Regions from separate parts of the Mus musculus genome. Here all the other regions are linked to region 1. The links are chromatin contacts, called in public HiChIP or PLAC-seq maps. All regions are on one chromosome and are shown on one strand. Each heading gives the region's core, a stretch centred on a gene start, on an enhancer-like site or on the middle of the called end of the contact. The rest is flanking DNA. Distances are from core to core; before and after follow the strand shown.

Region 1 (3,172 bases), core at 360-2,859:
AAGCAGTTTCCTGTTGGCTTTGCATCTTCAGCCTGTAGCTTCCAGGTGAGGGCTGAGGGTCTGGAATCTCTGTTTTCCCAAAGAGATTTCTGGAGGGGGGGGTCATCTTCTGAGAGGAGATTCTCCCCCCCCCCACCTTGCCTATCTCCTCGTCTTTATGCATTATTCATTGCCACTTTTTCAATTAAATTATTAATTGGTTTTCTTTAAGGTGTTCCTGACTCGTGTGGCTAACATAAATAACAGTGTGTTTTGAAAACACCACCTGTTCTTGAGCCCGAGGTCAGGCAGCCTGAAGCAGGTCTATGGAGGCCATACTCTGGCTCAAAAACCCATCCTCCCCCAACCCCCCCAGACCTGCTCTCCCCCTTCCCCAAGTTTGACTAAATTTGGCCTCTGCCCTCCTTTGTCCCTAATCAGACATGATTCCCCAGAGGCAGCTCTTTTCTCCCAAGGTCCTAGCTTGGGGTGGGGGAAGGGAGACGGCGATTGCAATCTTTTTTTTTTTTCTTGTGCTAAAATATAGACAGGGTAACAGACTGCGCCCAACAGGTTAGGTATTTACATCGATTTGAAACCGAATTCTATTGTACCAAAATGCTTCCTACATTGGGGCCCTGTAGTTTTCACCAAGCAAGCCTCCCCCTTTCCTCCCTGTTAGTGTGTGTTTAATGCAAATACGATTCCATACATTCTGCTCTTCGCCGGGTGAGCTTATTATATTTCTAACACTTGCATGGTTCATTATTGTGCAGTAGGAAAAGACTCGCGGCTGCCGGGGGCAGCCTGGGTGGCTGGTTTTCAGAAAGAGAAAAAGCAGGTGTCTTTCTATGCTGGGAATGAAGACTAGATTTAGGAGGAGGGTGGAATTCTGTCTGAGAGGACTGGAGCCTTCCGGTGAGATTTCAAGGGGGCCTGCCTTTGCATAACAGAACGCCAAAGGTGAACCTTGGGAGACCTAGAAGTGCCCAGCTGTCGCTGTGACCAGCCGAGGTAGCCCCGTTGGGTTTGATCCTGGTGGTAGAATCGTCTTGAGCCGGGCCACCTTTCTTGCCCTGTCTGAAATGCTCTGTGGCTCCTAAGGGCAGTCTCCTGATCCTGACAGCGGGTGGTTCCAGGCTGCTTGGCCTTTTCTAGTCGTTTCTTGCTCTCCTCTTCTCCCCCTCTCCTTAGAAACTGTCCTTAAACTCTCAATGGAGAGTGAGTGAGTAGGGGATGTTTTCGTAAGTTTCTGCAGCTGAAAAACAGAAGTGCTCTGTGAAGCAGTTAATAGGATGGGTGTGTGTTTCAAATAAATTCCTGTCCACATTGGCTAAAGTCCCCATGTTAGAGTGGCCTGGCTCTGACGTGGACAGGGCCCAGAGACTGATGGATCAGGGTTCGGAGGCCCCGACTGCTTGTTCTTCTCTTTTGGGGGAGAGACTGGGGGTGGCCGAAGGCGCGTCCGTTTCTTCCAGGCCGGCCTTTGACTTTTGATGAGCGGTGCGGTCAGTGCCTCGCGGGGACGCGGCTTTGTTCCTGCCGGGCCGGTTCCTGGGTTGGTGCAGGCCAGGGCAGCCAAGGCTCCTGTCCCCAGGCGAGTGCGGCCCAGGCCGCCTCCAAGGCTGGTGCTGGGAGCCCGGGCCCGGCAGCTCCGGCCCTGCTCCTGTGTGTTTGTGCGTCTATGTCCCCAGGTCCCCGCAGGCGCGCGGGCGCGGCCACCGCGAGCAGCCCGGCCTGCGCCCAGCGCGACTGTAGATGTCAGGCTTTGCCCGGGGAGCCGAGAGGCTGCGGGGCTGTGAGTTTCAAATTAACCTTCCGCTTTGTTGCTGTGTAATGTGGATCCCCGAAGGCCCCCCGCCCCGCCCGCCCCCCTTCCTCGGGCGGTGCGCGCTGCAAACTGCGAGTTGAGCTTCATTTACATAAAGCGATTCCGGGCGGGCGGGCGGGCGAGCGGGCGGCGCAGGAGGAGGAGAGAGGCGGGCAGGCCGGGACGGGGACCGGGACGCAGCGCCGCGCCCCGTGGGTGAATCCCCGCCGCGCCTGGGGGACCTCCCTCCCCGGGGCAGCCCGCAGATCGCCAGCCCCGGGCCGCCACCATGCGCGCCCCGCCCCTGCCGCCAGGCCCCTCGCTCCTAGCCTGCGCCACCGCCGAGCCCGGGGGGCAGCGGGAGGTGGGGAGAATGCCGCCTGGGGTGGGTAAGTTCGGGGCTCCGCTGCCACTGGAATCTCCCGTTGTCGCGCTGCCCGGCGTGGTGGCCCCCGGACCTCCGAGTGCCTCCTTCCTCCTGAGGTGTACGGAGGCTTTGTGTGCCAGGTGAGTGCAGCCTCCCTCCCCCGCCGCGCCGCTCGCAGCCGGCCTAGCGCTGGAGGCAGGTGCTGCGAGTGAGTCTTGGCTGAACTTCCCATTCTCTTGGGGCGTGTGGGGGAAGGGCAGGCTTGGATGCACTTGAACTCCTAGACTCCAGGAGGAACCTACCTGGGGAGAGAGTGGCTTAGAGTCTGCTGGGCACCAGAGTACGTTCTTCCTCCTATCTCCTCTTGCTTTTCCTTCCCGACCTCCTCCTCCTCCTCCTCCTCCTGCTTTTGGGTTAGTTCCTACCTTGTTAATACTTGGGGGTACTGGTGCCATTGAGAACTTTGGATTCTTTGGTCTAAAACACACCTTCAGCTGCCGGGGGGGGGGGCGGTTATGAAGGAAAGAGAGAGAGAGAGTGAGAGTGTGTTAGAAGTCGCTGGTCAGTTTGCAGCAATGTGAAGAATGTGCCTGTTTGGGGAGTAATTAAAGAGAGAATCAGGGCAGAGCTGGCGGGACCTATGGAGATCATCTTGGCCTGGCTGCTCTCTAATTTCGGTTTGTTCTTCTGCCAGAACCGGTACAGCATTTATTTTGGGGGGCGGGAAGTACGAAGGAAAGGTAAGATTTTTTTTTTAAACTCCATTTAAAGAGGAGAGATATCCAAGTTAGGGTAGCAACAAGAAAAATAACAACAAAAAAACCAAAAACAAAACCAAAACAAAATCCAACTCAAAGTCATTTTGTAGGCTTAGAGAGAAACAAGCTTTCTGGATAACAGCCTTTTCTGTCCTGTGCGTACCTATGTAATGATGATGGTGATGGGAAATCTTACCCTCAGGGGAGAGCCCACAGCCCACATGGCACACTCAAAGGGAGTTTCAGCAGCCAGCCTTA
Region 2 (3,172 bases), core at 465-2,964, 980 kb after region 1:
CAATATACCCCTTTGGCAATTCATCAATCTAGCAGGCAGAACACCAGAAAAATAACAACTGTGGTACTGGCTACTAATGAGTTTGTGAAGCAAACAGTTGAGAGTGCCAACTTAAGGAAGAAGGAATTTCAAACTTTGATGTGTGTGTGTGCACGTGTGCATATGCATTTGCAAGGGCCACAGTACAAGCGTGGAACAGTTGTGGGTACTCTTTCATGCAAGTACCAAGGATCAACTTATACCAGGCTTGGCCACAAGGGCCTCTAAATGCCTAGCCACCACATGAGCCTTCCTCCTCGTCATTCAATCCAGCTCCTAGCCTACCTGGTGCTTACTTGCAGAGGACCTGGGTTCAATTCTCAACACCCCCACGGTGGCTCACAACGGCCCAATAACTCTAGTTCCAGGGGATCTGAAACCCTCTTTGAACTCCACAGGCACCAAGCACACTCATGATGCAGATATGCCTGGGACCCTAGATAAAGGGTCTAGGCAAAACACCATACACATAAAATAAATATTTAAAGAAAAAAAAAAGGAAACCTCGTTATCAGTAATTTAAGGGTTCCACATGAAATAATTTTCATAGACTACACTTCGTTTTGGGAAGTGTTGGCACTTTAAACCACAAAAGGTTACATATAATTGGGACCTGATCCCGATTAGAGCCTAAATTAAGTGGATCAGAGTCTACTTAAGGACTCTAGAGGCTCGGGTCTTGTTAGAAACCAGAGGCACAAGAAGAAAAAGAGAAAGGCTACGAAAGTAATCAGGGGAAGAAAGCATTGTTTTTATCAAGTGAAAATGTTAAGAAGCCGCGTGACTTAAACACAAGGATGCGGTGAAGTTCCCCCACGAAGGTCAAAAAACCTTGAAGGGTGTGAGATGTTAACAAATGTACCGACTAATATTTTACTAAGCTGGAAAAAGACATGCATATGGAAATGGAAAAGTCTGACTGAAACAATGAAACACAGGTTGATTGTTTGATGGAGGGATTATACTGTTTTGTTCTCGTAAGAACAAAAAAACAAAAACAAAAACAAAAACAAACAAAACCAGAACAAACACCAAGAAGGCACAACAAAAGAAATGACAGTCTCCTCCCGGGAGCCATTCAACAACAACAGACTGTACACAATAAGCCCCCGTAGCCTCCCCCTGACATCAGTCGGCCGCAGCCCTGGTCCGGTCCGCATCCTAGCTCAAGTTCAAGGTCCTGAGGGCCACGCCTGACCCCAGGACCCGGAAGAGGAGCGCTCCCTCGGGCTCTCCTGGTCTGACTCACCCCGCAGCAACCGCGGCGGTGGGGACAAGGCCTCCCTCAGGGTCCCGACCCGACCGCACTGCAGAGGGGTGTCTCCTCAGTGCCCGGCTCATGCCGGGGGCAACAGCGACGCCAGCACCTGTCTAGGCGGTCCCACCTCCTCCCACGGCCGGAGCCCGACCTCAGGCCTGACCCCGACTGCCAGGGCTTCCCCCGCTGACACGGCGCGGACGGCTTGTCCTCACGGTCCTACAGACTAACGCTGGGGTTCCGTAAAAGCGGGACGTAGATGGAAGAGGGAGACAAAGATGCTTAGGTCTAAGGAGGGCACGCTCACCTGGAGGGATCCGGACGTGAAAACGGAAGAAGCCGACTTCCGAGGAGCCGCTCGGCATCCAAAATGGCGACTCCCTCGACCTCCCCACCGCGGACTCGAGCGGAGGAATCCAAGGGGGCGGTGTTAGCCACGCCCTACCTAGCAGGGATTGGCTGCGCACACAACAAGGGGCGGAGCGAGGGACTATTTCCCACGGCGGAGGCGTGGGACCTGACTTGTGACACTTAACGTCACGCAGTGGGTTGAGTCATTTGCTAAGGGCGCGCCTTGCAATTTGCCCCGGGCGCGGCGGGGCGGGTGGAGGCTTCTCCTGGATTCTGTGCCCGGTACCCTTGTTCCAGATTCTTCCAGCCCCTGGAAAAACCGGCTGCAGACTGTCTCGCAAACGCCCGCGGATCCGAGCGGAGTCTGGCTTCCCCACTTAGCTCACCGGTCGGTCGGTCGGTCGGTCGGTCGGTCCTGGGACTCCGACCTCGGAGGGATGGTTGGGCGAGATTCAGCGCTGTGGAGCCGACTTTCCTCCACCGCCTCTCTTTCCACCGACACTGTCCGCCCCGCACCTTCACTAATGTACTCTGCACAGCCTCCACTCTCGCTCTTATTTTGTATCTGTATTCAGAGGCTTTTCTGGGCTTGAAAGCGAGAAAGAGCCTTCCTGTTCTCTGGCTCTTGGCCCTGCTATGAGGCCACAGCTATCAAGACCAAAACTGTGGCTTGTCTTGGGTCAGTGGTAAAACGAGGACTGCAGGTTACTTTGGGAGGATAATATGAATTGAAAATAACTGGCTTGTAACCATGTGCCGCTGTTCAAAGCTCCAGGATACTAGGACCTTAGAATTACACAATATTTGGTTCCCATAAAATGTTCAGATCGTTCCCCCAGCAAAATATTTGCATAGAAAAATTGTAGTTCTGCAATGAGATCATGACATTTGTGGCTAACACTTTCTACACACACAGTCCCAACAACAAAGTACAATGATAGAAAAATTTCCCCTGAAGCACAAATTAGTTTATTGGGCTCATTTACAGACCATAGGTGACAAGTCACTTAACAAGCAAGTGAGTAATCACTCTCCTTCAAATAAGCTTGCACTGGAAAGTATCCAGTAGAAATGAAGGCTTCCTGGCATGGATGGAGCCCACTTCCCTACTGCTCTCCAGCCCACACTCTAGCCCCTCCCCAGGCTACACGTAATTAGGGCGGAAGTACGTTCAACAGCTGGTATCGATTGCAGGCATACCCAGGTGAGGGTTCCAAGACCCTCTTGGCCCCTCCTTCAAATATGATGATCTTTGGGCACAGCTACATTCCTGAAGATGGCTGTTGTTTGGCTCCGATGATAGAAAAGTATCGCAGCACTTAAGGGGCAGGTTGTTCATATTTAAAGTGCCTAGGGACAACCCAACCGAAGGTGCGAATGTGTGTGGACATTGTTTAGATACAGTTTCAAACTAACCAATCCTTTTTTTTTTTCAGATGAATGTCATTAGATAATAAAGGCATACATATCAGATATTGTTATTTTGTATAAAATCTTTTCATGTAAGAAATGCCTATGTGTATA
Region 3 (3,172 bases), core at 433-2,932, 890 kb after region 1:
CAGCCTCACCAGAGAGTATGATGCTCTGCTTGTAAACCAGGGCACACCTGTGGCAATCATTTCTAAGGAGAGGCTTAAACATTTGACCATCTATAGGGGTGAGTGGTGCTCTGACTTCTACATACTAAAACGCATGTTTTCATTTCTCCTTCATACTGTGGTAAGAACATGGTGTTTGTTTACACTTTAAAATTATACCTAGAAAGGTTACCAGCATAAAATGTCATATGAGTATAATATAAAAGTGGTTACAATATAAACATAGCTTAAGTCTTGTTGGGCAGAGAACCACAACCCAGTCAAAAGTGCTTCCCTATGCTTTTCGATAACTATCACTGCCAGATGCTATGTGGCTAATGCACTCATTCGATCCTTCACCAAAGGCAAGCAAACCTGTTCTTCAGGAGAGTGTAACCCAAGAGACAAACTAATGGCCACATAAACATAGAGCCATGACAAGTGACATGAAGGGATAAATCATGGAAGGATCTTGAGGAAGCGAGTAAAAGCTGACTTTCAAAGGTTAGACACAAGCTAAAGAGGAGATAGCAGCTGGAGAAGAGATCTCTAGGTGGATGAGGCCAATGAGAGGGGCCAAGGCATGGGGGAGGGATAGACGGCTGCTTGGAACTAAAAGGAAAACACTGCTTTAAATGAAACAGGAGAAAAGAAGAGAGGCGTCAGCCAACATTTGGCTAACAGATTTGGTTTAAGTGCACGTGCTGCTCTGCCAGAGGAACTGAGTTCGGTTCCAGCTCCCATGTCAGGCGGCTCACAACTGGAGCTCTAGAGGATCCAAAACCCTCTGGTCTCAGAGGGTATCTGCACTCACGTGTGCACACACGCACGTGCGCGCGCGCCTACACTTTTTTTTTTTTTTTTAATGGGATTTGTCCACTAAACAAGGAAGTAGCAGATATGATCAGATTTGCCTGCAACACAAACCAAGTATTCATTCTCCCTCCTCGGGGAGTTTGCAGAAATTCCTCAAGTCAAGCACCAGTATCTGTGCCCTTTTTCCAGACCAGGGTCACAACTAAGAACTCTTCACATGGAACTTCCATTCTGACCACACTTGATCCAAAAGGGTGGCCTTATGTCTTATTTCATCCCTCCTTGGAGCGTAGGCGATCGTGTCCTCACAAAGGCCCGATACTTGGATCAATTTAAAAAAAAAAAAAATGCCCGCGTATCTCTCAGGTTCAGCCTAGCCTCTGCCCACATACGCTTGCTTTTTGCATGCCCTTAGCTGTGCACGTGCAGGTCACACTTCAAGGGTCCCAGCCTTTCAGTTTCCCAGCCTCATCCCCCTCCCTGCCGGTTATCCACACCACGAATGAGCTTCCCCGCGCAGGACTCACTCTCAGCTGTCTCCACGCCATGCTCCTTCTGCCATTAAGCCCGCCTCTGCCTGCATCCCATTGGAGAATGTGGGCTCGGCTCCACCTATCTCCCAAGCCCCACCAGCCGGCCCGCCCCTAGACGTTGATTGGACAGCCGAACGCGTGCGCTCTGCCCGGAGTCAGGCTCCGTGGCGGGACGTGCCTACTTTCTGTCTTGTCGCTGTCGCGCCTCCTAAGGGACGCTGCTCTGAAGTCGCGCACCCTTCCTTCGGTGCAACCGTGAGGAGGAGGCTTCCGGAAGTCTCGAGTGGGGAGCAGACGCTTCCGAAATCTGCAGACCAACCCCAGCGCCCGGTAGTGCGCACTACCCTAATGCTTCCCTGTCCCTGGGAAGGAAACAAAGGGCGATGCAGCCCGAAGGTTCCGCACGGTTGTCTTTATGCCGGTGCTGCGGTATGGCTTTCATAGCCCCCTTTCTGAAACAGAAATCCTAAGAATTCTGTTTTATCAGGGCAGTGGTGGCGCCGGCCTTTAATCCCAGCGCTTGGCAGGCAAAGGCAAGCATATCTCTGTGAGTTTGAGGCCAGCCTGGTCTACAGAATGAGTTCCAGGAGAGCCTAGGCTACAACATGGAGAAACCCTGTCTCTACAGGGAGAAGGAAAAAAAAAGTACACTCATGCAAACACACAAAAATTTACCCACTGGTTTTAAAAGTAAACTCTGAGGTGTTGATAAGTAAATATGGTTTTATTTTTAAGATAATCTTATGGTGTAGGCCAGGTTTTTCTAAAAACCAATCCTGCCTCAGCACTCAAGTGCCTCTGTGCCAAGCGTTTACAGAGGCCAGAGGAGGGCATTGAATCCTCTGGAACGGTAGTTACAGATGATTGGACCCACGTACTCTGGCCCTTAACCTTATGTTTGTATCCTATTGTCCCCCTTCCCACTGGTCCCCTTCCTTTTCTGGAATAATACTTCCCCACTTTAGGTCATAATTTGGGTCAGGTTACAGGAGGCTGGAGAGATAGCTCAGCTGTTAGCACTTGATGTTCTTGGCGAGGACCCAAGTTCCGTTTCCAGCACCCACATCAGGTAGCTCACAACTGCCTGTAACTCCAGGACCACATTTCTTCTGGGGCACTGTACTGGTTTTCCCATACCAACAGGTAGATGTGTGTGTGTGTACACATAAATTCTAAAAATAAGTCCTTTTAAGGTCTGTATCCTGCATACAAGAAAAAAAGCATATTTAGCAGTCTGAGATTGGCTTGCTTCATGTAACATGATCTCCAGTCCCATACATTTTCCTGTAAATTACCTCATTTTATTCTTTCTAATGGTTGAATGTTGTTCCATACCATATATGTATCATATATATCATTATCTTGATCTGTTTGTCTGTTACTGCTTCCATAAACTGGCTGTTGTGAATATTGCTCCAAAAAACATAGATATACAGGTACCTCGGTCATATGCCAGCTTGGATTATTTAGGGACTATACCTAGAAGTGACGTATCTAGGAGTTTGGGTTAGTGATTGAATGTTTGTTTGTTTGTTTTAAATTTGTTGTTCTGTGTGTGAGAGAGTTCAGACAGCAGCCTGCTATGGCAGACATGTGTAGGCCAGTAAATAACTCTGGGGGGGGGTGGGGGCGGGGGCATGGTACATGTATAAAGATCAGGGTACAACTCGCAGGAATCAGTCCTGTCTTTGCATCATGTGCTTTCTGGGGACAGAACTCAGGCTGTCAGGTGTGGCAGCAAGCACCTTTGACCACTGAGCTGTCTCACTGCTTGAGGATGGGTTTGTTATATTGATTTTGAGTTT
Region 4 (3,172 bases), core at 492-2,991, 890 kb before region 1:
CCGTGAACTTCAATGACGGGACAGTAATTATCGTGACTAATTTGAAGATGATCAAAAGCAACCACCCTGTTTTTACACTAGCACTGTTGGTTTCTAAATACACAGTCTGTGAGTCAAAATTGAGCTTCAGTTTTGGCAGACTCTGGCTGCCAGTCTCCCTCAGTCCTTACCTGGCACAGCATCCTCCCTCCCCCTCCCCGCCCTTCCCAGCTGACATACTCTGCCTCCTACCCTAAAGTTTTTAGCCCAGGCCTGGTCTGGGCTTCCCGGTCTCCAGAATCTGACTCTTGTAAAACCATAGCCATTTTGGCTACTGATCCTTTTGGGGTTCTTGGCTTTTTGTTCTCTTGGCCCTTGGATTCTCTCTTCTCTCCCCCTTCCCCTCAGTCTCTCTCTCTCTCTTTCTGTTTCTAGGGCCCAGTTTAGTCTGGACTTTTCCTGACGTTTCTTGTCAGTGCTCTCCCTCATAGCTACAAAAAAAAAAACAAAAACAAAAAACAAAAAACAAAAAACAAAAAAAAAACAAAAAACAAAAAAACAAAAAAACAAAACAAAACCAAAACCCGAAAAAATCTTTCTTCTTAATCCAAACCAAGTGGAGCAATCATGTCTGTCTCCTTTCTTCCTTTCTTTCTTTCTTTCCTTCTTTCTTTCTTTCTTTTCTTTTCTTTCTTTCTTTCTTTCTTTCTTTCTTTCTTTCTTTCTTTCTTTCTTTCTTCTTTCTTTTAAATAAACTTATTCACTTTGGAAAACAAGTGGGGGATAGGGCTAAAGATAACGTAACATGCTCTTTAAATATACATTAACTTTCTTACTACGCTCCTTGGGTGTGGAGACTTGTTATTTTACATGTAGAGGAATTACAAATCATTCTATAGGGACATCAGGGCAGGGAATGCTGTTGCATATTAAGACTGCTGTTTGTGGATCCTTGCGAGGCTTTTCCTTAATGTGATGTAAAGGTTTGTAAGCTGTCATCTCTCTGCTTGTAGGCTGTGTTTTACATAAAATCCTTCAGCTTCATTGACGCCAACCTGGATGTCCTTATCATTGCTATTTACAGTCCTGGGGTAGTAGTGTTAAGCCCGAATGGCATTAATAAAATAATGAACCGCTAGAAATTTGGATGCTCGCAATCACTGGTACCACTCTTTTTTGACACAAATGGCCAGCCTTTCTGGAAATTTGTTTTGCTAAACCTTTTCTTCAAATTCTTCTCTTGCCCTTTGACCTTTAACTTCCTTTCCTTTCTTCCGGTGCCCTCGCTGGCTCCTGATGCACATCTTTTAATCTCCTCCCTCTTTTCTTTGCCTCCTTCCTGACTTCATTCTCCCAGTCCCTCACCTCTTCCTTCCCTTTGCCCTCTCCCTCCCCCTTTTTTCTCCGCTTCCCCTTCTCTTCTTGCCTCTCCGTTCTCTCCCCTCCCTCATCCTTTTTGCCCCTCCTCCCCCCTTTTTCTTCCCTTTCTCCTTCTCTTTTTTTGCTTCCTCCTTTTGGTCCCCCCCCCCTTTCTCTTGCCCCCCTGTTCCCTTTCTCTCTTTGTCATTTCTCTGTGTGAGACGCATTCTTCACAATACTCCATCTTCACTGCTCTGTAGTTAACTCTGGGATGATGGTGTGGAAATTGACCATTGCCTAGCAATCCCGTGTGCGGCTTCTGCCAGCGAACCTGCTCGGCCCAGTCACCCCCTTCCTAAGCTCCACAGCGCGCTCTGCCTTCCTCAGCCAGCGAGCAAGCACTTCCCAGCTCCCACTGTTTGTCGCAGTCCACCTCGACACTCCCGCATCTTCCCGGATGCTTCCTAGGGATCCTTTTGAAATTGTTGCTAGCCTTTTGTTCCAGGCGCGCTCTGAGCTCCTGGGTCAGGCAGCTCGCAGCCTCCCTGGGGCAGTGCTATGATGAATTTTGGCATGGCCAGGCTGTTTAACAACTCCATTGCAGAAGTGCCAGCTTCCTCCAAGACTGAAAGGAGCTGTGATGAGTTTTTCTTTTTTTACCCCCAAAGGCTCCACCAGGTTCCAAAAATACCAAAGATTCCCGCAGATCTCTAAATTATGTGGCAATTTTTTAGAGCCACACCTACCCACTAAAAGTGAATTTTTCTGTTGCAGGAAACACAGCTCCTCTGTGATCTTATTAGTCGAGGGCCGGGATGCTCCTGAGACACATGTTGTTGTAGTCAGTGATTTGTTATTTCAGATTTCAGGTCCTGTCCTTCTTCCCTCGTGAGTGATTATCAATCGCGTGTTTTTGCCTTTTTACAAGTCATAATTGCTATGAAAGATTCTGCCAATTAGTTTAATGTTTGTCTTTTCAGAAACGTTTAGAAGGTGTCCATACTGAGTATACATATTTTAAAAAAATTTTTTTTACTTTAGATTATTTGTGTGGGCGTTTTGCCTGCTTGTCCGTAAGTATACTACATCTGTACCTAGTGTCCTTAGAGACCAGAGAGAGGTTCCCTAGTGCTACAGTTACAGGCAGTGTGAGCTACCAAGTTGGGTGCTGGGAACTGAACCCAGACTCTCTGCAAGAGCAGTAAGTTCTCTTTACCATGGAGTTGTGCCTTTAGCCTCCATGATTCTCTTTTTTTGAGGGTTGAACCAGTTATTTTAGAACCAGTCTGTTTCTGCTTGCATGTGAAAAATTATTTAAATTAGGGTATGTGGCCATCCATTCATATCTGTGGCTTCTGTATTCGTGGGCTTCAACAGCATACAAAAAAATTAGGGAAAGAGTTGTATCTGCTATAGGCAGGTATAGACTGTTCTTGTCATAATTTTTGAAACAGTGCACTGCAGGATCTGTTCACACAGCAATCTACACATGAGTTAAATATACAGGGGGGTGGGCTGAGGGGGAACCTCGGTCTAAGGTAGAGAGCATATGTATGTATTGCCATTTTTGTTTACTTTTCCTCCCTCCCTCCCTCCCTGCTTCCCTCCCTCCCTTTCCCTTTTTTCCTTTTTTCTTTTTTTCCCTTTTTCCCCCTTTCCCCCTTTCCCCCCTTTTCCCTTTCCCTTTTCCTTTTCCTTCCTTCCTTTCTCTCTTTCTCTCTTTGTTCCTTTCTCTCTCCCTCTCTCTCTTAGACATAGTTTCTCTATGTAGCCCAGGCTGGCCTAGAATTCACAATGTAACTCAGAATGGCCTCCAACTCCCTGTTTTTCTCCT
Region 5 (3,172 bases), core at 462-2,961, 850 kb before region 1:
TAAGTTGAAAACAAAGCAAAACTAACAAATAAACAACCCCCCCAAAAAACCTTAACAGGGCCTGAGGAGATGTCACAGTGAGTAAAATCTTGCTGGATAAGTGTGAGGGCCTTAGTTTGGATGGACAGCATCTATGTAAAAAGCCTGGTGTGTGGACCATGCCTGTAAGCCCAGCACTAGGCAGTGGAAGTAAGCCAATACCTGGGGCTTCTTAGCTATGAGTCTAAAAATGCCCAATGAGCAATAGGTCCTGTGAAAGACCCTATTCAAAACTGTAAGGAGGCCGGGCGTGGTGGCGCACACCTTTAATCCCAGCACTCGGGAGCCAGAGGCAGGTGGATTTCTGAGTTCGAGGCCAGCCTGGTCTACAAAGTGAGTTCCAGGACAGCCAGGGCTACACAGAGAAACCCTGTCTCGAAAAACCAAAAACCAAAAACCAAAAACAAAAACAACCCCCCCCCCAAAAAAAAAAAAACCAAAAAAACCAAAACCAAAACCAAAAAAAACCCAAAAAACTGTAAGGAGGAGAGCATCTGAAAAAAACAAAAACAAAAAACCAGAAGACATCCTAAGTCAGTCTCTGGCCTCCACACACTCTTGTACACGTACACACACACACACACACACACACACACCCAAACAAAAAGAAGGCCACTGCTTGTCATCTGTTCAGGCTACTTCATAAAAATTTATCTCCTATAGTCAGCACAATGTGATACGAATAGATGTCATTGTCATTTTGCAGCTGAGGAGACTGAAATCACAGGTGCTGAAAGACCTGCCCAGACTTGTATGTAATGAAGCTGGGAATGGCCCGGCTTGGTTCTCTTTCTGTTATCAATGTTAATTTTTGTGTATTCTTAACTTAAGGGAATGTCTGATGTTGCTGTTTAAGTTCCTTCCTTCCTTCCTTTGGAGTACTGGAAACTAGTACCTCATATGTGTTAGGCCAATCACCGTTTACTTTACATCTTACATTTTATTCAATTAAAAATTATCTCTATGTGTCTGTCTGTCTGTCTGTCTCTCTCTCTGTGATATGTGTGTTTGTACAGGCAGGGGTTGTGCATGTGTTATGTGCAGATCAGAGGATGAGCTTTTGGGAGTTGATACTCTTTTTTTTCCTCCGTGGGAGCCAGGGCTTGACCACTGATCAGTAGACTAGCGCAACAAGTATTTTTGTCTGCTGAGTTGTTTCTCTGGCTTTTACATTTTATTTTGAGATTGTGTCTTCTCACGTTGCCTAGAGTAGTACTGAACTCACTCTGTAGCTCAGCCTGGCCTTGAATTTTTGATTGTTCTGAATTTGTCTTCTAGGTAGCTGGGACTGTAGGCCTATGCTCAGTGTAGTACCAGATGGAGATAAATTGAAACAAGACAGAAGAACTCTAGGAATCCTGTCTCACTAGTCACACTTTGGGAGCTTGGTTGCCACCATTGGCTACTTGCTGTCTAGCACAGCTGTGGGGATGCTTGGTTCCATTCTGGGGACATTCTGTAAAACAGGGCTTCTAGAGAGCTTGCTTCAAGTGTTCAGGAATTTTGTGATATGAGAGTACACCTGCTGAAAGAGGACAAAACATGTGATTAAGGAAGGAGGAGGGAACTCCAGTAAGCCAGTGTGAGCCAGTGTGAGCCAGTGTGAGTCAGTGTGAGCCAGGGAGTCAGTGTGAGCCAGTGTGAGCCAGTGTGAGCCAGTATGAGCCAGTATGAGCCAGGGAGCCAATATGAACTAGTGTGAGCCAGGGGGCCAGTGTGAGTCAGTGTGAGCCAGTGTGTGGCAGTGTGTGCCAGTGTGAGGCAGTGTGAACCAGCGTGAGTCAGTGTGAGCCAGGGAGTCAGTGTGAGCCAGTGTGTGGCAATGTGTGCCAGTGTGAGGCAGTGTGAACCAGCGTGAGGCAGTGTGAGCCAGGGAGCTAGTGAGTCAGTTCTGTTGATTTGGAGTACTAGGCATATATTATGCAGAGCATAACAAGAGGAAAAGACAGGATCCCTTCCTGGAGCCTGAGAAAAGAAATGCAGGGCGGCTGCCTTGGAAATGCGGTAGTTAGTGAATAAGTGTTCATGTCCATAGGACGCTGCTTCTGCGCCGGATGCTTGAGGGTCCATATTAAAGACAGACTTGGTCTGGTGCACAGTTTGTGGATCCTGTGATTTTTCAGAACTCCCAGAAAAGCTGACAGGAACCGTGCAGATAGAAACCATTCATTCCATCAACAGTCATGAGCGAATATTGGCTATTATTTTCTTCCTCAACAAATGTGGGAGATAGATTGCCTCGGGCAAAATAGTATTTTACACATGGTTTCCCCATAGCCCTGTGCATATCCAGCGCTCTTCTCAAAATGTTTGCATTTCTCCTTCCAAAAAGGAATTTGCATGACATTTCAGACTCACATTCTGTCTAGAAAGCAAATCCTGGCTTTTCATATTTAAATTCAAAGCTTTCTGATGTAAAATCTGCCAAGTGGATGCATGTTCCAAATTAGGTTCTTACAGCACAGGAGGGGTTTTTTTTTTTTTTTTTTTGACCATTAAAATAATTTTTAGGGAAAAATTCCTAACATCGTGTCATCCTTCTTTCTTGGTTAAGGGCAATCATTGGTGTTGACTGAATGCTCTGTCTGGTCGTCTACTTAGGAATCCAGCCTGAGCATCGTTTTGGTGGCACTACTCGGAGACACACAGGCATGTGCTGTCATTAGCCAGCCACATGATGACATGACCCCTCTGTTTTAAAGGCCATTTATAGCCTATTTGACAGCAGCTGCAAAGAGAAAAACAAAATGCACCAAACCAACAAAACATACCCTTGAGGGAGTTGACTGAAAAGCAACATAATTAGCAAAGACAGATGAGGTACTGAGCTTGAAAGACAGATCTGGTAAAATTCACAAAGCGTACCTTCCACAGTAACTTCTTAGGGGTTTGCTATTGATGAATATTGAGTATTGATAGTGTTGAGAATTTTGATTGTTCTTTACCACAGATACTATTTTGAGGAGATTTTAATATTAATTTTTATTTACTTAATTTTTAGTTATTTATTTGTGTGTTTGGGGGTGATGGGGTGGGAAGTCATATACCACAGTGTGTGTGTAGAGGTCAGAGGACAGCTTGCAGGAGTTGGTTCTCTCCTCCCACCACATGGGTCCCACCTTGGCAGCCAGGG
Region 6 (3,172 bases), core at 403-2,902, 820 kb after region 1:
TTAAAAATTTTTTTATGTAAATGTATATATGATTTGGCTACATGTATCCCTGTGAACCACATGCATGCAATGCCTACGGAAGCCAGTAGAGGGCATCAGATCCCCCAGGACTGGAGTTACAGATGGTTGTAAGCCACTATGTAAGAACCAGGAATTGAACTTGGGTCCTCACTGGGCCATCTCTCCAGCCCCAAGATCCATCTTTTTAAAACAGGTTCTATGAGTCTAACGCAAGTCCTTGAAAGCACTGTATGGACCGAGCTATCTCCCCAGCGCAATCTCCCCAGCCCAGACAGACATCTTTGCATCTATGAAACATATCTTATCTACTTAGCAGGTTCCGGAGCTTTTTTTTTTATATTGGCGATATGGTAGCCATAAAGAGAAACGAAGCTGGAGAGATACCAAGCAGCTCAGAAGGGGCTCTGCTCTTCCTATCAGGGAGGCGGAGATGTGCGCGTGCACATCAGCAGCTATGACAGAGCGCCCAATTCCTGTCTGCCTCCTACAGTCGCGCATCTGTGCATGCCAGGAACAGCCTTGATAGTGATGTTCTTGTTCCCTAAAGATAGCCCGCCAGAAGGATTCCATCATGATTCTGCAGACACAGCTGGATTCGGCTATCCAGAAAGAGAAGAACTGTTTCCAGAACATGGTTAGTAAAGAAGCTTATGAGGAACTTGTGCGGAAGTCGGGCAACTGCCAGGACGACCTGACACAGGCCCTGGAGAAGGTGAGGCCACGCAAGGTGAGGCCACGCCCACTCTCTGCCAAAGAAGTAGTCAAAGAAACTCGGGGGGGGGGGGCTACGAGTGGACAGGAGTCAATTTCTTGTATGACTGACACTCTTCAGTGCTTTTTAACCCTTGCCCGGACAGGGCGGTCTGTCCAACGAAGGCCTGCGTTCTCTTAGTTTTATATGTTGGTGTCCTCGGCTTCGTTGTAGGGTGGCAGAGATGATAATATCGAACCAGTCTTCCCGCTCACTGGTGATTCACAGACAGGGTTTTTCCCAAAGTCTGGATTATCAGGGGAATCCATGCCCCGTCTCTGGTGGTCATGTCTACAGATCGGTGGGGAAAAAAAAAAACAAAAAACAAAAAACTGGAAATGGAATGAGGAAGGATGAAAGACTGGGAAGAGAGGTGAAAGCCACCTGCTCTCCCTCCCCTTCCCTCTGGACCACCTGCAGCCTGACCATGGGCACCACCACAGAGAGGGCCTGGGACCTTCTGTACTAAAGACTCAGCCGAGAAGACCAAGGGCCCTGGAGGCCACTCTAATCCACTCTGTGTTTTCTGCTGAAAGCTCACTCAGGCAACCTCAGAGACAAAGAGCCTGAATCGCTCCTTGCAACAGACCCAGGAGAGGAAAGCTCAACTGGAAGATGAAATCGCGGCTTATGAGGAAAGGATGAAAAAGCTCAATATGGAGTTAAAAAAACTGCAGGGCTTCCAACAGCAGAGCGAGCAAGAGGTGAGAGTTTGGGGGTGGGGGAGGGGACGCTCACTCGGGCTCCCTTCCTATTAGAGGTCCACAAGGTCACCTTTTGCAGGCAGAATTATTTAGCACTCAGCCAGTACCCTTTGGCTGCTGGGTTCACTCCACCTTCTCTGCTTGTGGACTGACAGGCAGGCAAGGAAGGAAGATCAGAGCAGGGGCGCCCTCTGCTGGTCACTGGAAATTAAAGGCACACACCCCTGTACTCCCCCCAAGCCAGTCTACTCCTCCTTGCCTGGTCCCGTCTTCCCTACTACCCCTCCCCAATCCCCTCACTTTGCACTCCTGAGTAGGTGCACAACTTTGACAAGAAGCTGGAGGAGATGAGCAACCAGGTGTTGCAGTGGCAGAGGCAGCACCAGAGTGACCTTAAGATGTTGGCAGCTAAGGAGTCGCAGCTCCGAGAATTCCAGGAGGAAATGGCGACCCTAAGAGAGAGCCTCCTTGCAGATGAGAAGGAGGTGGGCACAGTTTGGATTCTGTCACTTCCTCTCCACCCCTCCTGACTGGGCAATTTGGGGGGATGGAAGGAACACACACTTACACACACACACACACACATACACACACACACACACACACACACACACACACACACATGCATTATTCAGCAGGGAGCCGAGTCTGGATAGTTCTGGGTCATTTCTAACCAAGAGAAGCCTGGTCCCAGCAAAAGACTGGGACATCAGTTTCCACTCACAAAGATGCCCCCCTCCCACCCCTACCCTGGTTTGCTGCCCTCTGAGCATGTCCTGCTAGTTTTTGCCATCCAAGCAGATAAGAAGCTTTCTAGACAAGCCACACATCCAGCAACCAGAGCAGGGACATCCACGGCAGACCACAGGGCCCTTGCTCAAATGAAAAAGAAGCACCTCTTCTTCCTGGTTGTCTTCTTCCGTTGGCTGTGTTTATACTTGTTCTAAAACACTGCTGTTTTAGAACAAGTCACTCCACTGCCATTAGCCTGAGAATCATTACTATCAGTGTACATATCAGCCACGAACCGTGCCTCCTCCGAGGTGTCACCACTGTGAGTTACGCAGGTTCCTCATGTGGCAGCTCTAGCCTCAGGTTGGGCAGCAGAGCTGATTTTTTTTTTCTTTTCTCAGAAAGAAGAATCCAGTATTTGGGGGAGGGGGAGGTAGCAGTCGGTGTTCTCATCCCTTATCGTCTTGTTTTTCCTTCCTGTGTGTAAAGCCGTACTCCCCGCCTGCAAAGCTAACCCCCAAAGAAACCTGCAGGCACCACCGGGAGAATGACCAGATTATGAACAACGTGGAACAATGGGCAAAGGAGCAGAAGTGAGTATTTGAGACAGAGGTAGGGTAGGTCCCACGGCCAGGAAGAACTGAGAACCACAGTGACAAGTCAGTCACACATGCTTGCCGGAGAACTCACTCACAAGAACTGAGAATCAGACAAGAGGGGTCTGGCCCTTTCAGGCCATCTTGCAAACCCTGCTATATAGCAACAGAGTAGCATCCGACGGGAAGGCCCGTTTCCAGGAGGTCCAAGCTTCTTCTTCCTAAGTTGGGATCCAACCTTGCAAAGCCTGTAGCATAGCAACAGAGTAGCATCAGAAGCACAGAGCCCGTTTCCATGAGGTCCACGCTTCCTCTTCCTAAGTTGGGATCCAACCTCACTTGGAATCCAATCCCTTGTAGACCAAGGC
Region 7 (3,172 bases), core at 336-2,835, 720 kb after region 1:
AAACAAAAACAAAAAAGAAGCTGACTGGAAAAAACACAAAAACAAAAACCTGCCACAGATGGCTTCACCAGATTCAGAGTAAAGCACAAGGTTTGCAAACCCAACATAATCCCCCAAGCTCACACTTTACCTTGGGCATCAGTTTCTGTAACTTTTTTTTTAAGATTTATTTTCTTGTTTTATGTATATTAGAGCATTGTTGCTATCTCCAAGCACACCAGAGGAGTGCATCAGATCCCATTACAGACGGTTGTGAGCCACCATGTGGTTGCTGGGAATTGAACTCAGGACCTCTGGAAAAGCAGTCAGTGCTCTTAACCACTGGGCCATCGCTCCAGCCCTGGTTCCATAACTTATAAATTGACTCTCTGTTTTGGAGTTGTGAACTTTAACTAGAATGGCATACATGTGTGAAACCAGCAAGAGGCCTGCTAACTACTCCATCTCCTGAATAGCTCTTACTGTCAGCTCATCACAACCTGGCATTATCTGGGAAGAAGGAAGCTCAGTTACAGAAGTGGCCAAGTCTGTGCAGTGTCTCCTTAATTGCTAATTGATGTGGGAGGGCCCAGCCCACTGTGGGCGGTACCATCCCCTATGCAGTGGTCCTGGGCTATATAAGGAAGCTAACTGAGCCTGAGGGCCAATAATCCAAATTCCTTCATGGTTTGCACCCTGACTTCCCTCAATGGTGGATTGTGAACTGGGCGTGTAAACTGAATATGCCCTTTGCCTCCTCCAAGTTGCTTTTGACCCGGCCGTTTGTTGCAGCAACAGAAACAAAACTAGAAACCCCAGGTAACTGTTGGCTATTGACTATGGAATAAGAAACACAAAGAGAAGTTAGTGTATTTCTTTTCATACGGAGGAAGATGGATCCCATACTCAGACCCGGAACTGTTTGGAGTGATAAGAATGAATGTCTCAACATGAAAGTATGGCATACGTATGTAAGTGACATCAAGGACCCTCTATTTTATGTCTCTCCTGCCACGAGTATCTATTTAGACTTATAATATAAACATCTGTTCTTTTCTCTCACAGCTTCTCCCTCCCCCCCCCCCACGCCCTCCCTCCAACCCCCTTCATCCGCCAGTCCCTTTTCACGGACAAACTCCTCGGTATGAAATCTCTGCTTTCTTTGTTTTCCTGGTTTCCATTTTGTAATCTAAAATATTCACTCCAAGTTCCGCTTGACAGACGTCCCTAATCTAATCTCCACGTCTGCTTTCTAATTTTCACACTCAGGATAAAACAAATCGGTTGGAGTTAATTGCTGGAGCAGCGGGCCGGAGCTCTGAGCTGTGATTTATGAGCTGAATACGGGCGCTCTGCAACACATTTTTCTTAATTTATTTTTAATGAGTCTCTCAATTAATTTTCTTGGAAACATCTTAATGATGTTGGAGGCGGGTGTTAATGAGGTCTGCACAGCTCCTAATTTTGCATATTTTAAAGTGCCTAATGTCACCTCGCAACCCTTTCTTCCCATTTTAGGAAGGGATGAGGGGAGCGATTATTGTTGAATGGAGAGTCTTCCCTCTTCACATCTCTGTCTTTGCTTAACCTTTCAGACATTATGGGCTTAGGGCGTGTCTCGGCGGCAATCACGTGTTCCCTGCTCCCCTCCCCCCACTCTTGCTGTCTCCGGGCTCTGGAATCTGAGAAACTAAAGCTAGCAAAGGAGGGACAAGGCAGGGTTTCTGGGAAATGGAGAGTTCTGGAAGCAGCAGCTCTGAGTGAAACACTGAGAGGGTACTTGTACCTGGTACCCCGTCCTTTCTGCGAGCAGGGGATGTAAGGGAGGGGCGTGGGAAAACAGCTCACGGGATGTATGTGTTCAGAGCCTTGTGTCCCCAGAGGTCTCTGCAGGCCTCAGAGCATCTCATCCCGGCCAGGCTACCTTACTGTGACAAGCATGCCATTGTCCAGCCCTCCCTGATCCCTTTTCAAAGCTACAATAAGCCGGCACCAGGCTTCAGTCCGTCTTTGTTAGAGACTGTTTGCTGATTAATAGTCATTAAAGATTTCTATAGAAAATTTTCAAAATAATGGGTTAATAATACTGGCCAAAGGCAGTCTAAAAAGTATAGATAGGCCCTATTTAAATTGTGCTGCTTCTTTCTCTGTGTTTTCCTGTTTGTGGGCATTCTAGTTCGTTTTATATATTTGTGACGGTATTGAATATCAATTCTTTCTTAAAACAAACAGCAAATCCATTTTAAATATCATTTTCACGGCTGCTTAATATTCTCCTCGGTAGGTATATCAAAAGTTACGAAACCATTCCACCGTGCTAAGCATCTAAGCTAAGACTCACATATATCCTGTGATGAATCTCTGTACGGCGCTTTTTTTTTTTAAAGCAAGGGTTTTTGTTTTTGTTTTTATTTTTATTTTTTTGGTAAAGCAGTCTAAGAAATTGGTATTGCTTTAAAGAATACAATCCCTTTTAAGCCTTCTGATACATATTTCCGAATTATTTCCTAATCTAAAGGGCCGGGCCAGGTTATTTCCAATAGCAAAATATGAGGGTGCATTTCTCCCATCATGCAGTGGTCTACGTATTACAATATTAAAACTAAACGGCCAGGTTTAGAGTCACTTTTTTATTTTCTTCACTAGTTCAACTCTTTGGAGTGATGTCAGTGTGCCCTTCCTTGGGCTTTAATGAAAGAGGCTATATATCAACGGAAACCTGGATCCACGTGACCTGTCCGCGCAGCACGTGTTTCCTGCCCTCCTCCGTAGATGCTTTCTGCCCCTGTCACCTCATTGTTCATAACTCAGTACTCTGTACATTGTTCATCTGTACTCTGTCCCTCCCCTTGTGTGGAACACCAGTCTCAAACCTCCGTCCACAGTAGCTGAGCTGTCTGAATCTTCCCAGTGGCCTCTGGGGCTCAGTGTCACTATCCCCATCTGGATGAAGATCCCCATTCAAGCAGCAACCATGAGCTTCGGACATGGAAGTCTCCTGTGAGGCAGCGGATACATGCTCATTCAGTCAGTGAGCCAGTCCCAATGGTAGATTGAATATGCTTGGCCCATAGGAAGTGGTACTCTTAGGAGGCGTGGCCTTGTTGGTGGAAGTTTGTTACTGTAGGGGTGGGCTTTTGAGAACACGCCTCCTGTACTCGGTCTCCACCCCTTGCAGAAGAGACCTTCCTCC

The links. HiChIP or PLAC-seq counts read pairs in DNA pulled down with a chosen protein or histone mark.
Region 2: a contact with region 1 is called in a FOXA1 HiChIP or PLAC-seq map of pancreatic cancer cells. The contact joins the promoter of Ist1 here to the promoter of Zfhx3 in region 1. A contact is called at or near these places in 1 of 484 Hi-C or Micro-C datasets (the HL-1 cell line) and 1 of 115 datasets of contacts at active chromatin or transcription factors (pancreatic cancer cells).
Region 3: an H3K4me3 HiChIP or PLAC-seq map of embryonic hindbrain shows a contact between it and region 1, with 3 times the contacts expected there. The contact joins the promoter of Dhodh here to the promoter of Zfhx3 in region 1. A contact is called at or near these places in 3 of 39 promoter capture datasets (the 3T3-L1 cell line, the HPC-7 cell line and pre-B cells) and 3 of 115 datasets of contacts at active chromatin or transcription factors (bone marrow-derived macrophages, embryonic hindbrain and embryonic midbrain).
Region 4: a contact with region 1 is called in an H3K27ac HiChIP or PLAC-seq map of embryonic stem cells, with 5 times the contacts expected there. The contact joins the enhancer-like site here to the promoter of Zfhx3 in region 1. A contact is called at or near these places in 6 of 39 promoter capture datasets (cranial neural crest, frontonasal cranial neural crest, hippocampal neurons and 3 more), 19 of 484 Hi-C or Micro-C datasets (cerebellum, cranial neural crest, embryonic fibroblasts and 6 more), 17 of 115 datasets of contacts at active chromatin or transcription factors (craniofacial prominence, differentiating embryonic stem cells, embryonic basal ganglia and 10 more) and 1 of 9 other capture datasets (embryonic stem cells).
Region 5: a contact with region 1 is called in an H3K4me3 HiChIP or PLAC-seq map of embryonic forebrain, with 12 times the contacts expected there. The contact joins the enhancer-like site here to the promoter of Zfhx3 in region 1. A contact is called at or near these places in 4 of 39 promoter capture datasets (cranial neural crest, frontonasal cranial neural crest, maxillary cranial neural crest and 1 more) and 11 of 115 datasets of contacts at active chromatin or transcription factors (craniofacial prominence, embryonic basal ganglia, embryonic forebrain and 7 more).
Region 6: a contact with region 1 is called in an H3K4me3 HiChIP or PLAC-seq map of embryonic midbrain, with 6 times the contacts expected there. The contact joins the enhancer-like site here to the promoter of Zfhx3 in region 1. A contact is called at or near these places in 2 of 39 promoter capture datasets (hippocampal neurons and stem cell-derived epiblast-like cells) and 7 of 115 datasets of contacts at active chromatin or transcription factors (embryonic forebrain, embryonic hindbrain, embryonic limb bud and 4 more).
Region 7: an H3K4me3 HiChIP or PLAC-seq map of embryonic forebrain shows a contact between it and region 1, with 5 times the contacts expected there. The contact joins the enhancer-like site here to the promoter of Zfhx3 in region 1. A contact is called at or near these places in 3 of 484 Hi-C or Micro-C datasets (embryonic cerebral cortex, embryonic fibroblasts and uterus), 9 of 115 datasets of contacts at active chromatin or transcription factors (craniofacial prominence, embryonic basal ganglia, embryonic forebrain and 6 more) and 1 of 9 other capture datasets (embryonic stem cells).

The regions. Positions count from the first base shown.
Region 1 is chr8:108,713,035-108,716,206 of GRCm38.p6, forward strand. It overlaps Zfhx3 (zinc finger homeobox 3), which reads left to right and starts at 1,610. Exons shown (of 10, transcript NM_007496.2): 1 at 1,610-2,296.
Region 2 is chr8:109,691,580-109,694,751 of GRCm38.p6, forward strand. Ist1 (increased sodium tolerance 1 homolog (yeast)) reads right to left here and starts at 1,715. Exons shown (of 10, transcript NM_028018.2): 1 at 1,605-1,715.
Region 3 is chr8:109,606,991-109,610,162 of GRCm38.p6, forward strand. It overlaps Dhodh (dihydroorotate dehydrogenase), which reads right to left and starts at 1,683. Exons shown (of 9, transcript NM_020046.3): 1 at 1,362-1,683. The coding sequence starts at 1,382.
Region 4 is chr8:107,823,025-107,826,196 of GRCm38.p6, forward strand. All of the region lies in intron 2 of Gm39242 (a long non-coding RNA gene), which reads right to left. Gm42040 (a long non-coding RNA gene) reads left to right here. Exons shown (of 3, transcript XR_879157.1): 3 at 1-266. Among named protein-coding and RNA genes, the nearest start is that of Gm39242, 9.7 kb to the right of the region's middle. Within about 2 kb of position 1,742, at least 43 of the 459 cell types and tissues checked have an H3K27ac peak or open chromatin away from gene starts, as enhancers often do. A contact at or near this core is called in differentiating embryonic stem cells, embryonic stem cells and stem cell-derived epiblast-like cells, where this site is marked.
Region 5 is chr8:107,858,105-107,861,276 of GRCm38.p6, forward strand. No RefSeq gene overlaps it. Among named protein-coding and RNA genes, the nearest start is that of Gm39242, 25 kb to the left of the region's middle. Within about 2 kb of position 1,712, at least 17 of the 459 cell types and tissues checked have an H3K27ac peak or open chromatin away from gene starts, as enhancers often do.
Region 6 is chr8:109,535,244-109,538,415 of GRCm38.p6, forward strand. It overlaps Pmfbp1 (polyamine modulated factor 1 binding protein 1), which reads left to right. Exons shown (of 21, transcript NM_019938.3): 15 at 569-733; 16 at 1,309-1,476; 17 at 1,794-1,961; 18 at 2,698-2,801. Among named protein-coding and RNA genes, the nearest start is that of Dhx38, 29 kb to the right of the region's middle. Within about 2 kb of position 1,653, at least 24 of the 459 cell types and tissues checked have an H3K27ac peak or open chromatin away from gene starts, as enhancers often do.
Region 7 is chr8:109,435,621-109,438,792 of GRCm38.p6, forward strand. It overlaps a transcript of Pmfbp1 not described here. Among named protein-coding and RNA genes, the nearest start is that of Gm35145, 24 kb to the right of the region's middle. Within about 2 kb of position 1,586, at least 33 of the 459 cell types and tissues checked have an H3K27ac peak or open chromatin away from gene starts, as enhancers often do. A contact at or near this core is called in embryonic cerebral cortex and embryonic forebrain, where this site is marked.